Linked DNA regions of Mus musculus: region 2 is linked to region 1. A link is a contact called in public Hi-C data. All regions are on one chromosome and are shown on one strand. The core of a region is the stretch at or near the end of the contact, and the rest is flanking DNA. Distances in the headings are between cores, read along the strand shown.

Region 1 (5,339 bases), core at 1,213-3,712:
TTTTAAAATGTAGATTTCAGGTTGAAAGGTGTAAGTTCTTCAGAGGCTTTTGTCCAAAGTTTACAAAGATGGTAAGAGGAAGGAAATGAGGGTGCACAGCGCCCTAGATGTGTGTGTGTGTGTGTGTGTGTGTGTGTGTGTGTGTGTTTACATATAGTACATATTTAATGGTCAAGACTAACAACCAACAAAGCTCAGGAGGTCTGGGAGTCAGCACTGCAAACTCCGTAAGTGAACGACAGAGGTTAAGGCCTGCCACGTTGAGAAAGCATGTTAGTCACAAGGTGGCGATGTTGTATTAATGTTGACTCCCCCCCCCCCCCAACCTTTGAAGCTAGACAGACTAGCTTTAATCCCAACCAATCAGGCAAAACAGAGCATAACAAAACAAAAATAAAACAAGCAAACACTAAAAGTCCCTAGATTTAGTTAATAAATCTAAAAAAGCGACAGGTGATGGTTCACTCCTGTAATTCTGGAACTAGGGAGACTAAGACCAGAGTTCAAAGCCACTCTAGGCTACAGAGTAAGACTCTATCTATAAATAAATAAGCCTGGACCTTAAAAAATCTGTGCAGAAAAATATAAGTACAGCTAGACACAGCCTGTGCTGGCCAAGATGGCCTCAAACTTGCTGCATAACCAAGGCTGACCTTGAACTCCTGAATCTCCTGACTCCACCTCTCCGTGGGGCTTACAGACATTTGAGTTCCTGGTTCATGCACTCCTGTGAATGCACGCCTGCTGGGCAAGCACTCTGAGCTATCTTACAGATGCTCGGATGAGTCTCCAAGCACCTTGATCAACTGTGAGCTGTTTCCATCAAATCTAGCTTGACAGCATTACCAGCTGGCAAGGCTATCTTTAATCTTCTCACCCTTGACTATCTTGCAAGAAGTAAAGACTTCCTCTTGCCCCTTGGGCCATCCTGTTTTCTCCGGCTATATCTGAATTAACAGCAAAACATCCTGCATGGGACTATAATTACTTATGCAAGAAAGCCCTACAGAGAGTGAATGTACTTAAAGCCTCTGTGCATTTGCTTGTTTGTCTCCAAGTTCTGTCGAGTTGGCTGCTCTGGGTTGATTGGTATAAATACTCTGCTTGTGCCCGGTTTTCATAACTCCTGTGACCTTGACATTCAGGGAAGAGAGCCTCAATCCTTTTCAAAGTTTCTGTTATATTATACTCCCTATCTCAGAGCCATTCCTTCAGGGTCATCTTTGCCAACTCACCTACAAAAGCTAAAATATAACCAAGTGCGTACTTTTCCGGTCAACCATCATTTTAGCAGTAATTCAGGGACAAGATTCTGCGTATGGCCTCAAGGAGGCGCTCACGGCCCGCAAAGCAGAGAAAGGCCCACCCCGCAGTCCCTGCCTTTGCAAACTACCTCCAAGCAGCTAAACACCGAAGTGCACCTTGGGAGAACCTGAAGGATGTTGGGTTAAAAGAATTAAATCAGTCACAGGGGCAAATTCTACATGACTCCTCTCATACGAGATCCCCAGGGCAGTGAAGTTCATAGAGAGGAAGTAGAATGTAATGACCAAGGAAAAGGAAAGGGAGAATTAGTTGTGGTTTGTGTATAATTTTTTTTTGCTTTGTTTTGTTTTTTGTTTGGGGGTTTTCCTGTTTGTTTGTTTGGTTGGTTGGTTTTGTGGCCCTGGCCTTCCTGGAACTTACTATGTAGACCAGGCTGATCACAGAGCTCCATCTGCATCTGCCTCCTGAGCTCTGGCATTAAAGGCTTGGTGCCATCATGAGTGGTGTGTGTATTTCATTTTTAATTTTAATTGTTCTATGTATGAGTGGAAGTGCACACTCATGCCAGGGTGTATTGGGTAGAGGTAAGAGAAAAACGTTTTGAAGGCTGCTCTCTCCTTCTGTTGTGTGGGTAACAAGGATGAACGCAGGTCATAGAACTTGCACAGCAAGTGCCTGCAAGTGCCTTTATCCTCTGGGCCATCTCACAAGTCTGGGGATTGATTTAAAGGGCAGGCGAGGCATTCCAGTTTTATAACTGGAATTTTATAACTGGAACAAGGATTGAGGATTTCTTCCCTGAAGGTCAAGGTCATGGGAGCTATGAAAACCCAGCTCAGATGGAGCAGATTTACCCATCACACGGCTCCGCGGATGCTAATGCTAAGTATGGCAGCAACTACCTGTAACCGATGGGAATCTGAGGCTAGTCTGGCTACATGAAAGATCCCTCTCCCCTTCCCCTCCTCCTCCTCTCTTCCCCCTCCCTGCTCCGCCCCCCACCCCCGCACGCATGCACGGTGCTCCGCGTGAATGTACTCTATGCCACCACTGGACTGAGCACTGGGTGAAGACGATAGTGCCTTCTTTATCCCATGACCAACAGGAAATCCTCTCAGCTCTACACTCACAGCAGAGTCTGGCTGGGTGTGATCACTTTGCCCAGCCCCCATCACACCGCCAGGCACGTCTGCCCTGCCACTCTGCCCTCTGCTCCCGCCCTGTACAACAGTGTCCTCCTTCCCTCCCCCGCACCACACCACGCCTTATAAGACACACCACGCCTTATAAGACACCTCATGGTTACTATTGTCGCTCACTCTCTATGTTTCCCTTGGTTTGGACCAGGCTGGCTCCTTCACTCCACATACACAAGCACTGCAGGTCACCTCAGCTGAGTGCCCTTCCTGTCTGCTGACCTCTGGTTGGCCAAAGCAGGCTCTAGTTCAGGGTATATTATGTACAGCTACGATGATGAATTGGGGTCTTCTTACCTCCTACCTGGCCCATCAGGGTCCTCTCTCATCTCATTGGCCTATAGATACAACACCTGGGTGGCTTTCTCCTCCTAAAATGCTGAATAAACACCCTAGCTAGAGAATAAAGACAGGTTAACCCCAGGAGAGACAGGCAGTTTCTGATCCTGACCTTTCAGGAACTGGACAATTAGACCTGTGCCAGTCGGGTGAGCATTTGTTTATTTGTTTGCCGGTTACTCTTTACTTATTTAATAGATTTACTTGTTCATAGATTTATTTCTTGTGTTATTTTATGCTTATGTGTATTTTGCCTGCATGTATATGTATGCACCACATATGTACCTGGTGCCTGTGGAGGTCAGAAAAGGGTATTAGATTCCCTGGAACTGGAACTACAGCCAGTTATGAGCCTCTGTGTGGGTGTTGGGAACAGAACCCGGGTCTTTTGCACGAGCAGCAAAGACTCTACACTGCTGAGCCATCTCTCCAGGCACTCACCTGAGCTACCTTGGAAGTCACACAGGAAAGTATGGAGGGTTTGGGTTTTGTTCTGTAGACTGGGTCTCACCAAGCCCCGTCTGGTGTCAAAATCACTATGTAACTGAGGGTAACTTTGAACTTCTAATTCTCCTACCTTCACAGGAAGTGCTGGTTTTTCAGCACCATGCCCAGTTTATTTGACACTACAGACATAAACCAGGCTTCAAGCGTGTGAGGAAAGTGTTCTACCTACTAAGCTACAGCCCCAGCTCCCTACTATTGGTTTTGGTTTTGGGTGTTGTGTTGTGTCGTTTTGTTTTGTTTTGTTTTGAAACAGAATCTCACTACATAGCCCGAGCTAATTACAGGGCCCGGGTGGGGGGGAGGGGAGGGGGACAAGACCAACTGTGTTTGAATATAGTTTATCCTTCCGCAGAACCCATGTTGGAAGTCTGGCCTCCACTGTGGCTATGTGAGAATGGAACCTTTAAGAGTTTTCTTGGGCTGGAGAAAAGGCTCAGAGGTCAAGAGCACTGACTGCTCTTCTTGAGGACCTGGATTCAGTTCCCAGCACTCATACAGTGGCATACAACTGTCTGTAACTCCAGCCATAGTACCCTCTTCTGGTCCAGTACCCTCTTCTGGCCATTGCTGGTACTGCATGCAAGTGATCAGGGCAAAAAACAAAACAAAACAAAACGTAAAACTGAAATAAGTAAATCTTTAGAAAGAAACCCAAACCCAAAAATCTCTAGAAAGAAAGGGATGAAGGGGGGGATGGAGAGAGGGAGGAATGGAGGGAGAGAGAGAGGGAGGGAGGGAAAGAGAGAGGGAGGGAGGGAGGGAGGGAGGGAGGGAGGGAGGGAGGGAGGAAGAGAGCTGGGTCCTTGTGGAAGGTGAGTAGCTCACTGGGACTTCATCCTGTGACGGGATTGATTGTTGATGGAGCGAGCTGGAAAGTCTAGGTGGCATTCTGGTTCCCACTTCACCCTCTAAGTGTCCTGCTCATGCTGATACCAAACAACACAGCCAAGGAAGCTGAAATGAGGGCACCGTGCCATCTTAGTCTTTCAGCCTATAAAGCAGTAAGCTAGACAAACCTTTTTTCTTTGTAAAGGACCCAGCTTCAGGTAATTTGTTAGAATTAAGGAAAGTGAATAAACAGGAATCTACAAACACTTCCCTTGAGGCCTTCCTTGCCCTTTTAATTGGTCCTATCTGCCTGAACCCCTACTGGCCTAGCCTGCCTAGGATCAGACCTACTACCTCCTACAGCCCCCAGTCCCAAGTCCTTACTAGGGTGACCACCCCCCTCCCAGGCAACTATTATAGCTCTGATATAGCTCTTAACTAGACCAGCACTGATAAGAGACACTTTGGACCCTCCATTTAATTTGAAAGATTGCTGGAAATAGCTTGTTTCCCAAACGGAAATAGTCTTTGACTCCATAGATTTTTGTCATCTCCAGTTATAAAGATCCAGGAAAAATCAGGAAGGTAAGAGGGGCTGGAATGTGACTCAGTCGGTAGGGGGCTCACCTAGCAGAAAAGAGGCCCTGGGTCCAATCTGCAGCACTCCATAAACTGAGTTTGGTGGGTCACACCTGTATCCTAACGTAAAGCTGGAGGATCAGAAGTTCAGGGCCATCTATGGTTACATAGTGAGTTCAAGGCTAGCCTGGGCTAGCTAAAACATTATTAGAGAGAAGAGAGAGACAGAGAGAGTGAAAGAAGGAAGGAAGGACGGAGGGGAGGGTGGGGGTGGGGGAGGGGTAATAAGTGACATTGCAGAAATGCCCTGTGTCTAAAAAGAATGTGGCAGATATTATAGCATGAGTCACGGAGACTTCAGACATTCAAGATGGTGTAAAACACAGAGGGACGGAAACAAATCCCAGTTTGGGAAGGAAAATTACTTCCGAGGCCGGTGTCAGTTGAGAACCCAGCCATGTGAACATTTTCCATTCTCTTCTGCCCTCAGGTGAGGCAGGAAGGCACAAGGGCAGCATTCCAGGTGAAGAGCAGAGAGGAAGACAAGGTGTGTCCATGAGCACAGGTGAAACTTTCTCTCGGCATTCATTAACCTTAGGGTTTCTCTCTTTCTCTCTCTCTCTC
Region 2 (5,339 bases), core at 1,708-4,207, 160 kb after region 1:
CTTTTCACTCCGACAGGACTGGGAGGCGTGGCAGCCTCTTACTTGAACCCAGTGAAGTCCCTGGTGCCACAGATGCCAAAGCTGCTGAAGTCTCTCTTCCCTGTTCGGGATGACAGAAGGGGGAGACACTCATCTCCCCTTGCACACCAGGTGAGGAAGCCACAGTGAATGTTTCCCTGAGCTGTTGTGGTTCTGAAGCTGGAGGTAGAGGAACAGACCCGTGAGGGCATTGGTGCAGCTTCTGACCCTGGCAGAGCCTGTCATAATGCCTCTCCCCTCTTTCCAGATAGCAGCTGTTTGCACATATTGACACCCCATCCTTTCTGCTCTAAACAAAACTGCCAAGTCTGCTACTAATGTGATTCATGTGCTATCACTTAGTACAACAATCGTCCAATTTATGAAGGTGCACTTAGTGTTGTTTGTGTTGCCAAGTAGAAAATGTAATTCTATTTTTAATTCTTGATTTCACTTTTCAAACAATCTTGAATCATAATTCACCCCACCCTCAATGTCCAGTGGACAATCAGTTCTTTGACTCAAAGTAGTCACTTGTCTTCCTCCTGTTTAAAACACTTTGTGTGGCAGTGGAGCGTTAGAGAAAATGTTCTAGGATTTCCCAACAAGCAGGAAGCTCCTTTCATACGGTGGTGAAAGGAACCCACTTGGAGATGCAGTTTGTAGTCATGGAGGCTTTATCTCAACAGAGAATGTTAAATGAGATTTATTTCTACTCATTCAGAAACATAAGCCATGCAGGTGCAGCTGTTGAAGTGGGTCTTAACACTAGCTCCTCCATATTTCAAATGTCCCAGTGTCAGGAATGTAGGTCAGGAGCGTCGGAGGCAGAGCGATTCTTAAGGGCTTCTATGAAGGCATCTTCAGGAGAGATTGTGTTGGCATCAATAAGTTATTCTGTATGTAGAGAGAGCTTCCTGCCCAGTGTGATACCAACTTGCACATCAGCACACAGAGCAGATGGCAAAGTGAAACACAGTAATTTTGAAAATGTTTTCAAGGACATGTAGCTAGGCAGGTCAAAGGTCATTTGCCGTTATTGAGATGTGTCTGTGAATGGAGGGCGCAGGCAGGCAAAGCTGACTTTCCCAGGGGCTCATCACTGTGCATGCTATGCAGCTTTAAACTGGTCATTGTTTCATCAAGTATGATGGGAGGGTCTCTGCATTACTAAAGTATATGTAAAGAAATTGCCCTTCCCCAATCTGCTCTGGTGACCCAAAGCCCATATGGGACAGCCACCATGTCTTCTGCCTTCTGTAAGTACTATGGTGACATTACATGGAGCTTGATGACCACAGTTCCAGCTGCTCTTCACTGCAGTAGTTGTCTAGATGGCAGGGGAGGAGTCATGTTGAAGACAAGCAGCTTTTCTTTTCAGTGATCAGCGAACAAGTCCAAGCCCTGGCTGCATGGAGAGCTCATGAGAGTGAGAGGAACAGCAGCCTGTGAGAGACAAACCTGATGGGAATAGAGAGGCAGTCTGTCATGTCCAGGTGACAAGAAATGTATGAAAATATAAATTAACACTGGGCTTGGTGACCGTGCCTTGTGGTGTAGCTAAAACATTAACAGTGATTTGTGAAAACATCTCCCTGGGGCAGATGCTTCCATATCCTCAAGGTTGTAGTCTCTGTCCTCATATGCATAAAACCATAAGCCTTGTATCACCAACAGCAAGTCCTTCTTGGTGGCCTGTCCTAGGCTGGGTGTCCGGGTACCTTCGTGGCCTTCTATATTTATCCACATTTAACCAGTTTCTTCCCCTGGGTAGCTCACTTCATTCTGTTTTTAAACTGTTCATATGAGGCAGCTGGAAATGAAACCAAAGTCTGCACTCTTACTGTGGCTTATAGCACCCTCCAGCAGTGAGTACCCTCCTTTAGTCTGTGTATGCTGCCTGCCAGCTCTGTGCCATTCTAAGACATCCCACTCCCATTTTATCCCACGAACACACCAGCACATGCCATTCAGTTTCAGTCTACCTCTTCTTCCAGTGCTGGTGGCAACCCTGTTTCTCCTGCTTTGGTTTAGAGCCATACTGTCATGGAGGCCACTTAGTGGAAGCACAGTTAAGTGCATCCCAGCCCTCTTTGTGAGCCAAATAAAAAGAGCAAACCACCCCCCACAGATACACATGCCTTTTTTTCCTGGGAGCTTCTAGGTTTTTGTTTGTTGACTGTCTCCCTGTGGAATATAACTACAGTGGGCAGGGCTCATTTGCCCTGGATCATCCTCATAAGATGGAGATATAAAGTTGTCTCATTGTCTATTTGTATGCAGATGGAGATGTGGCCCTGTGTGGACCTCTGTCACATGTGTAGAAAGCACTGTTTGTAGGTTAGCGATGAGACAGGCACAACTGAGTGGGGTCTTGCGGTATCAAGACATATTTGTGAACTTTCCTAGGTGGATGGACATGCCATTAAAACAAATTCCTGAAGCTCTGATTTTTCTCCTGGGATTCAGTTACCCAAAATGCACTGCCTCCTCTGCTGCTCCATCCAACCCCTGAGCTACTGCCTCAGTCTCTCACCTTCCCCCACTGCCTGCTAAAGCTCTGTGGGATGGAAATTCTAATTGCAAGTGACAGCGTCAACATTAGTTTTCTTGCAACTTGGGTCACTTGAAATGTGCTCTGTGCTGCTGCTCCCTGGGTGTACACCCTTGGATGGGGCTTCAGTGCCAGCGCGCCTGGCTCCTGTATGTTCCTCTTCCATTCTTCACTCTCTTGGAAGTCTGATTGCATACCTGGTGGTTGAGATTTTGACTTAAAAAAAAAAATCCTTCCATGTGGTTTCTTCAAGAACTGGGTCATCTTTTTTTGTGGCCTTGGCCTCTGACCTTTTGTGTTCTGCTGGTAGAATCCAGGGCAAGAGTGGTCCATGCTCTTGAAGGCCTACCCAGTCTTAGCAGTTCTGGGTTAGTTGGCCCGCCGCCTGTGGCAATGCCTTCATCTTTGTGTTGTCTTGTAGGGGCCTCTGGGGGGCGGGTGGGGGGGGATGGGTGGAACAGTAAGGTCCTGAGCCCGACAGTAGTGGAGCCGACTTATCTCATTTAAATGATTCTCCTGTTCCAGAGTACCGCTGTCTTAGTTTGGGTTATCAATGCTGTGATGAAGCACCATGACCAAGAGCAAGCTGGGGAAATAAGGATTATTCAGCTTACACTTCTGCCTTGTGGTTTATCATTGAAGGAAGTCAGAACAGGAACTCAAGCAGAGCAGGAACCTGGAGGCAGAGCTGGTGCCGAGGCCAGGGAGGGGTAGGTACTTCTTACCGGCTTGTTCCACAGGGCTTGCTCAGCCTGCTTACTTACAGAACCCAGGACCATCAGCCCAGGGATGACAGCATCCGCTGTGGGCTGGGCCCTCCCATATCAGTCACTAAGAACATGCCCTAGGTTCAGTGGTTCTCATCCTGTGGGTCGAGACCCCTGTGGGGCAGAATGACCCTTTACAGGGGTCACCCAAGACCATAGAAAACACAGATATTTCCATTATGATTCATAACAGTAACAACATCACAGTTATGGAGTAGCAGTGAAATGGTTGGAGGCCCCACAGCATGAGGACCTGTGTTAAAGGGCCGTGGCATGAGTGAGGTTGAGGCTTACCTACAGAGAGATTGATGGAACATTTTTTCAGTTGAAGCTCTCCTCTCTCTGACGACTCTAGTGTGTGTCAAGTTGATATAAAACTACCCAGCACAGCACTGAGTAGGATTAGTCCCCAGTTCCTCCCGGCACGGCTGCTGGATTCTTTGTCCTGTGTCCACCCTTGTCAGTGTGGTCCCTCTCTCTATTATTGTATTAACTACAAAATGTACAACACTCAAAAGGGAACTTTAGGGTTCCCTTCCAAATATTTCTTTTAAAATTCTTTTTAAGTTGTTTGCTTTTTAAAACTTATATTTTTGCTATGATCTGCCATACTTCTTAGTTATAGGGTGTCAGCATGTGAGTCACAAGCACAGTGTTGGCTGTTTAAGGCCTAAGACAGAGCCCTGGCACCTGAAGAAGCCACTCTTCGGCCATCAGGCATCTGGCCAGCATAATGCATCTCCATGTTGGTGGCCGCCACCCCGTCTCCCCTTTAAGGAGGACTGAGTGGCATCGTGGTGCTAAAGGGACTACATACCAGTCACCTGCTCTGTGTCACCAACCTGGTAAAAACTCCATGACCAATGTTTGATGACCCTGCTTGCCACCTGGCTCCACCATCACTCTTGTGTAGATATCTGATGTTGGTGATGGTAGTTTAGCTAGGCGTGAGCACCCTGAGGTTTTATTTGCTGCCAGTGTCTGTTCAGATGTTCCTTAAGTAAGCAACAAACTGATGTTGAGATGTTTAGAACGTGACCCAAGATGAAACCTAGAAAAAGCCTGTCAGTGAACATGCCTCACAGGACCTGTCCCGTCTCCGAGGCAGGAAGCGTGGTCCAGCGGTTAATGTTGTGGGACTTAGAAACGGCCCGTAGAGAGAGAGAGAGAGCAGCACTACTTAGTTACTTAAGGCTTTCAGTATGGACAGAAGCAGAGATCCAGATGGAAGCCTGTACACCATGTTCAGGGGCACGGGCCTGTTAATTGGAACCCACTTTCACTTCTTTCTTAAGAGGAGAGGAATTGAGCGGCTTCCTTTTTGATGATCACAGTTTAGTTTGGAGCTTAACACTTCCTTTGAGACCGTCCCATGTTGTGAGTTCTCTGGAGGCTCAGTGGCCAACGAGCATCAGGGCATTCAAGGCTGCCAGGAAGAGCAGCACAGGGTGGCTCTGCAGTAGAGTGACATGAAACACTCTGTGAGAAAGGACTGAGGAGCGGGTTTGCTGCCTGTCAGTACCCTGGTACTGACTCCTCAGAAGAAGAACGACAAGAACAATTTCTCTGAAGTGTTGTCTCAGAGAACTGGGATTCGAGTTAGCAGAGCATAGAGCCAGCTATGAGAGCGCAGTAAACACAGACTGCTCTCTACAGCAACCCATTCCTGCATTTGCAAACAGTGTTTTCTAGAGGGGATGCTAACCTGGATGAGGCCCGAGGTAGAAGAGGCTCAGAGTCTTCTCATGGTTCTATCACTACCCCGGCAGGGCAGATGAGTTGGGAGAGAAATGCAAGTTTGTGGTGTGAGAATGAGCACTGCCAGGAACCCTTTCATCGGTGGCCTTGGCATTTGCAGGGCAGGAGCAGTCTCTGCTGTCCCTCATGCAGGGCAGGGCAGGGTGGGAACAGTTTCTGCTGTCCCTCATGCAGGGCAGGCAGGGCACTGGAAGATATGTGCTTAGTGCGTCTGAGCCAGAGAGTGGCCCAGACAGAGGCTT

What was found. Hi-C and Micro-C count contacts between places; a contact is called where the count stands out from the background.
Region 2: a contact with region 1 is called in a Hi-C map of bone marrow-derived macrophages, with 32 read pairs. The contact joins two enhancer-like sites. A contact is called at or near these places in 3 of 15 datasets of contacts at CTCF or cohesin (embryonic stem cells and large pre-B cells), 4 of 484 Hi-C or Micro-C datasets (bone marrow-derived macrophages and embryonic stem cells), 7 of 115 datasets of contacts at active chromatin or transcription factors (bone marrow-derived macrophages, cardiomyocytes, embryonic stem cells and 3 more) and 4 of 9 other capture datasets (adipose tissue, embryonic stem cells, liver and 1 more).

What each region holds. Positions count from the first base shown.
Region 1 is chr14:64,625,874-64,631,212 of GRCm38.p6, forward strand. It overlaps Gm36924 (a long non-coding RNA gene), which reads left to right. Exons shown (of 3, transcript XR_383509.2): 2 at 5,206-5,262. Among named protein-coding and RNA genes, the nearest start is that of Gm36924, 4.0 kb to the left of the region's middle. Within about 2 kb of position 2,463, at least 42 of the 459 cell types and tissues checked have an H3K27ac peak or open chromatin away from gene starts, as enhancers often do. A contact at or near this core is called in bone marrow-derived macrophages, where this site is marked.
Region 2 is chr14:64,789,549-64,794,887 of GRCm38.p6, forward strand. Kif13b (kinesin family member 13B) reads left to right here. Exons shown (of 40, transcript NM_001081177.2): 37 at 17-150. Among named protein-coding and RNA genes, the nearest start is that of Gm26225, 38 kb to the left of the region's middle. Within about 2 kb of position 2,958, at least 26 of the 459 cell types and tissues checked have an H3K27ac peak or open chromatin away from gene starts, as enhancers often do. A contact at or near this core is called in bone marrow-derived macrophages, where this site is marked.